2 separate regions of the Mus musculus genome follow, and region 1 is linked to region 2. Evidence: chromatin contacts called from public ChIA-PET data. All regions are on one chromosome and are shown on one strand. Each heading gives the region's core, a stretch centred on a gene start, on an enhancer-like site or on the middle of the called end of the contact. The rest is flanking DNA. Distances are from core to core; before and after follow the strand shown.

What was found. ChIA-PET counts read pairs in DNA pulled down with a chosen protein or histone mark.
Region 1: a contact with region 2 is called in an RNA polymerase II ChIA-PET map of memory CD8 T cells, with 23 read pairs. The contact joins two enhancer-like sites. A contact is called at or near these places in 1 of 15 datasets of contacts at CTCF or cohesin (pro-B cells), 5 of 484 Hi-C or Micro-C datasets (Th1 cells, bone marrow-derived DN3 thymocytes, double positive thymocytes and 1 more) and 5 of 115 datasets of contacts at active chromatin or transcription factors (the 230-238 cell line, CD8 T cells, DN3 thymocytes and 2 more).

Annotation. Positions count from the first base shown.
Region 1 is chr14:78,436,439-78,439,559 of GRCm38.p6, forward strand. No RefSeq gene overlaps it. Among named protein-coding and RNA genes, the nearest start is that of Akap11, 99 kb to the right of the region's middle. Within about 2 kb of position 1,768, at least 38 of the 459 cell types and tissues checked have an H3K27ac peak or open chromatin away from gene starts, as enhancers often do. A contact at or near this core is called in CD8 T cells, double positive thymocytes, memory CD8 T cells and 1 more, where this site is marked.
Region 2 is chr14:78,355,503-78,358,321 of GRCm38.p6, forward strand. No RefSeq gene overlaps it. Among named protein-coding and RNA genes, the nearest start is that of Gm30662, 25 kb to the left of the region's middle. Within about 2 kb of position 1,354, at least 54 of the 459 cell types and tissues checked have an H3K27ac peak or open chromatin away from gene starts, as enhancers often do. A contact at or near this core is called in CD8 T cells, double positive thymocytes, memory CD8 T cells and 1 more, where this site is marked.

The sequences.
Region 1 (3,121 bases), core at 518-3,017, 81 kb after region 2:
GAAGGGAAGAGGAGAAGAGAAGAGAAGAGAAGAGGAGAGGAGAGGAGAGGAGAGGAGAGAAGAGAAGAGAAGAGAAGAGAAGAGAAGAGAAGAGAAGAGAAGAGAAGAGAAGAGAAGAGAAGAGAAGAGAAGAGAAGAGAAGAGAAGAGAAGAGAAGGTAGGAGAAGGCAGAGACCCAACTCATCCACACCAATGCTTAAAGTCTGAACAGAGGAGTTCCTAAGACACATAACAGTTATCACTAATTATCACTAATGCTGTGTGCTTCAGGCCAATGAGAGACACTGTCTCAGATAACAGGGTGACAGACGGAGCCTAACAGATGACATTTGAGGTTGGCCTTGGGCCTTGGAATGCAGGCTCCCCGCCCACACACACACACACCTATGCTTGTGCAACTACACCCGCATGCTCACCCATACGAACAAATGCAAGTCAAGAATCAGTAGGTTCCAACATTCACAGTCTCCTGCAGCTGCCTGACTCCAGGACAGATTTCCAAGCTCCAGGCCCTGACTTTTCTGCCCTTGCTCAGAAGATTTTCTTTTCTCCTCTATCTTGGAGCAAAGAGGGGAGCCAGTCTTCCTGCTTTGATATGCAGAGAAGTCTGGCTTTACCGGGATCCTTCCGTGTGCCAGGCACTGGGCTAAGGGGTTGGCACGGATTCATTTTCTCCTTATTAGTAGGTCCTCTTTGGTGAAAGAACTCATCAGGCCAAAGCTTGCAAGCGGCGGCTTCTTCTCAGCCAAGGGTAAACGGGAGCACACCAGGGACCCTTGTCCAAACAGTTCAGCTGGAGGCACAGGGAGCATAAGGTAGCAACATCTCCTGGATCTAAGACCAGGAAACAAAGTTTGGAATCTCACATAAATGCTAACCACTTTTGAGTGTTAGGGCCTTGTGCAATTGCTCAAGGAAATGGACAGGATGAGGTGGGGAGAGTATGAGGGAGAAAAGGGCAGAAAGAGAAGGGGAGAAATGAGAAATTGTAGGAGTCTTGGGGACACTGGTGGCCCTTGGCACTTGGACCAGAAAAGCACAATCACCACAGGAAATGCTTCCTGGGACTCCAACAGCCGCCCTTCCTGGCGAAGAAGACAGCTGACACCTGGCTTCAATAAAGAGCCATCCTGCAAACTCAGCCTTGCTCTCACAATGGACATAAAATATTGAGCTCTTTAAAGCCCAATAGGTGCCTTTGGCTCTCAGCCCCTGGAACTACATACAATCTGTATTTTCTGTAGCATTGCATTTATTTATGCTTTGTCCATTAAAATGGTGGAGGAGAGGGGGGACTGCTATTTAAGATGCTCCACTTGAAATGCTCTTTTCCAAAGAGTAGAAGGCCCAGAAAGGCCCATTGATCATCTGCTGCCCCTTGCTACCCAGCACATTGATTTTTCAAGGGACTTTCATGTTTGACAACTAGCACTGCCCCTCCCCACCCCTTTGACCTTCTGCTAAGACAGGGCCCTAGGCTAGTGGTTCTTTTACAGTCTCTAACATCAATACCATTTGTGTATTATCCTATTCAGTGTCTGGACTTAAGCAAAGGCTCTTGCCTGGTCATTTATATTCTCCTAAACTTTATGATTAACTGACAAACATCTGTCTAATGATGCAGCTAATCGAAGGCTTCAAGAGACAACTGTATGTTTTCTATTTTCCTTCGTCCCAAATTTCAGTGTTTCTGCCTGTCTCAGAGGCTCCCTAGAACAGCAGATATGACCTCCAGCTGCCTTCTTCACTAACGGAAGAAACCAGAGAGGGCCTTTTTCCACATACCATCACATTTTCTGAAACCACTTCCTCTCCCTGCTCCCCTTGACCTCTGCTGAGCAGTTGGCTGCATTAACCGCAGCGTTCTTGACACTTTCCCTGTGTGCAGGTGAAGGGCAAAGATTCTGGTCACCCTTGAATATGAACTGCAGCCCAGTGCTTTCTTAGTATACAAAATTGAGGGAATTGCTTAGAAACTGAGTCTGTCTGTTCCCACATCTGTGAAAGGAGAACAAAAAGCAACACTTCTTAGGGGTCCTGCAGGAAACTAAGTTAAACACTCACAGTGCATTTAAAAGACAAAGACTCCAGGAGGACCAGATTAGCCTCTCCTGCTTTGTGTTTCCATCTCTTCTTGTTCTCTGCTAAATACTAACAATGTCCATGGTCCATTCCTTGCCTGAACCATGAGCCCCTGTTCACACCCATCTCGCTCTACTGCCCTACACTCACTCTTCATAGTTCACACTTGAGACATGAAGGTATGGCTTTGCCTCAGTTTCTAGGCCTATAAAACACATTCACACTCCTAGCAGTTTGTTTTATGTAGGTGTAGAAACTGAGGCAAGGTCTCACTCCAGAAGCACCAAAGGCAAACTGAGATAGGACTGCCCAACCTCCATGAGTCATCTTGGTCTCCATTTTCTCCCAAGCATACCTGGTGTTCAGAGACAGGTGGATAGGAAGAAAGACTTCACTTACCTGTTTGCTCCTGTACACCAGGGAAACTCTTGCAGTAGCAACACAGGGAATTGGGTTGAAAATCAATCAACACAAAAGCAAAAATAGCGAAGAGTCAAAGCCTAAGGACTTCGTAAATGCCCCCTAGTGCTGCCTCCTCTAGAAGACTCCCAGTTGGTTAGTGTTTCTCAATGACCTTTAATTATCTTTAATTATCCACATGCCCCTCCCAAGTGCCAAGGAGGCTGCTGAGCAAAGAGCTGTCCTTCCCTGCTGGCCACCGGAAGATCGTGATTGTAGGAAAGGAGGTACTGGGAGCGTGGGTACTGATCAGATTCTGTCTCCAGGTCTGGGCTGTGGTTACACAGGTGTGCTTGCTCAGCCCTAATTCATCAAAGATAAACACTTTGACGGGGATTAGTGCAGTTTTCTCTTGCAAATTGTGCTTCAATTTATTTAAGTTTATATTTACAATATATGTTTCTTCCTTAGATTTTTTTCCAGCACCCCTTCATTATTACAGGCTGGTTTTGTTCCAAACCCATGATGTTTGGCAAAAAGGTAAGAAATGCCATGATATTTTCATCGATAGCTTGCTCTTCTTCTCCCTTCCCCTCCCCTTCCCCTCAATCTTCTCACTCTCATTGAATGCCAGGCAAAT
Region 2 (2,819 bases), core at 104-2,603:
AGTGGGAGCTATCCACCTGCAGCTGCACTTCTCTCTGAGCCTCTTCACCTGCACTCACTCTTTCCAAGGCTCCCTCCCAAAGATCAAACAAGCATCTAACCCTGAGAGCCCCCTCAGCCACCATCACCCTCAACGCTTACCCGTTTCCTCTTCCAGGTATATTTCATGTATATCTAGCCTTGTTTGAAGACACAGACTAGCACTTATACCACAAGAGAAAATATGACAATCACCAAATGTTATTTTTTAAAGGGAACAATTCATAGTCATTTATTTAACTTTTATAAGCTTCTATACACACACACAGCTAATTTTTGTTTTGTTGTGGGTTTTTTTGTTTGTTTTTGTTTTGTTTTGTTTTTTTTTCTTTTCTTTTTTTTTTTTTTTTTGAGACAGGGTTTCTCTATGTAACCCTTGCTGTCCTGGAACTCACTCTGTAGACCAGGCTGGCCTCGAACTCAGAAATCCTCCTGCCTCTACCTCCCAAGTGCTGGGATTAAAGGCCACTACCACCAGGCTAAGACAGTGTCAGATCCCAGTATAGGTGGTTGTGAACCACCATGTGGTTGCTGGGAATTGAACTCAGGACCTCTGGAAGAGTCGTCAGTACTCTTAACCACTGAGCCATCTCTCTAGCTGACTAATTTTAATTGTCAATCTGACACAGTCTGAAGTCAACTTGAGAAGAAAGCCCCTTTTGAGGATTGCCTAGGTCCGATTGTCATATGACCATGTCTTCAGAGGACTTTCATAATTATTAATTGTTGCAGGAGGGCATCCATAGCTCACTGTGGGTGGCACTATTCCCTAGGAAGATGTTCCTATGCTTTATGAGAAAGCTAGCAGAGAGTAGGCCTGAGAGATAGCCAGAGAAGGGGCTGGGAAGAAGGGCCCCTCCCTGTTTCTGCCTCACATTCCTCCGCTCACTTCCTGGAACGATGACTTCTGACCTGGAAGTGTAAATGAAAGAAAATGTTTCCTCTGCAGATTGCTTTTGAGTACAGTATGTGTCCCAGGAACAGAAAGCAAGCTATAACACCTGTGCTTGAACAGTTTTTACAGGGCAGAAACTGACATGAAGAAGGAACACTCGGGCACCTGGATAAGAGAAGGAGATGCCCACAGCAGATCATTAGAGTACTCACTCCCACTCCCACAGTGCCCATAGCCCTGGCTGCCCTTGCACCCAGTGTAGAGAACTTGAAAACTTGCTGATCCCCTTTCAGAGATCCTGATGTAATTGTTCTCGGGGATTCCTGGAAATTTGCATTTCAAGGGCTCGCCAGATGATTTGAGTAATACAGTAAGGTTTGGGAACCCCTGTCTCTAAGACACATAGTGAAAGACCACGACATAGAGAACTTAAAAGACGTAACTCTGCAGCTGCTCAGGAGGACTGTGGTTAATTCAGAGTCCTGAGGGAAGAGAAAAAAAACGTCTTCAGCAGATCTTTGTAAAGGAAACACTGTGGGATGTTGGCAACCACATCCTTAACAACATCCCTGCAGTAAACACAAAAATAAGTTCACAGACTCGCGTCCTGTGACATCCCTCAGCACTGCCAGGTTCTTTCCATGTGCTACCACATACTGCGAGCAGGTTCTGCTCACGTACAAATGTGGAGAGGAATTTTCCACTTTGGTTAGTGTATCTCCCCCTAAGGAGGCTTTATGCCATATCTTGGGATTTAAAAAACCTTCGGTTAGACACCGAGGGTATCAGCAAACATCCATCTTTGTCTGTTTCCTATATTGGGGGAGTTGCCCAGAAATGTGTGCCTGGCTCACATGTCCACTGCTATGGAGTGTTCAAAAAAAAAATCTCTAATCTATAGCAAAAAAATAACATTCCTGGGTGAACTCACATCAAACCCTACCTTCAGTGTCTCAGGAATAATAACTTCAAAATGAAAACATCAATGCAAATGAACGTCAAGCTGCAAGTTGCTATTCAAGCAAACATTGCACATCTGGTGGAGGGTGGGATCTACACGAAGCTAGACCACCTGCAGCTAACTCTAGATTCTATGGGACCAGAAAAACAAACTGTTTTTCACATAGGCAGAAAGTTGAAAAGCAGATAGTATCCAGCTGACAGTCACCTTCACACAGCTAATTCCTTCTATTCCCACCTAGTGATGGAAAGATACTCTCTACAGCTTTGAATTTGAGGAAATAATCGAGAAAATCATACTGTCTAGGACTTGGTACTAAAACCCATCAGAAGAGGCAACCCTTTGGGATTCTTGCATTTAGGTTCCAGGCTGGCCATCTTGCATCTCTAAGAGGTACAAAGCAAGGTGCCACCCAATCTGGATGAGGACATCCACAGGTCCTTCCCTAACCTGCCTCTCATGTCTCTGCAGCAGGTTGGGTTTGGGACTGTCTTTTCCAGAATTTGTCTTCCTAGAACACTTGTACCCAGCCTGGAGTTCAACGTGTGTATGTTTAGTAAGTGACTGCTCGCCATAGTTTATGATTTGCATAGTTTGAAATCCCTGATTTCTTATTGAGTTCAGTGTAACGTCAGTAAAACAGATAGGAGGAAAAGTTTCAGTGTCCAGTTCTATCCTCTACAAATTAATACACATCTCCAGGACATTGCTTATAAGCTAACAGAAAGAACATGCTTTCAGCATTATAGAAACTGAATAATTCCAGTAGACTCTGGATTAAAAAGCAAAAACAAAAAACAACAGCAGTAGTAAGAAATAAACTCCAAAGTGAGTTGTTCTAGCATTCCAGACTGGTGAATTGAAGTTCAAGGACACCCAGAAGAAAAGGATGAAAAAAAAAAAAAAAGAAAAGAGTTACATCATC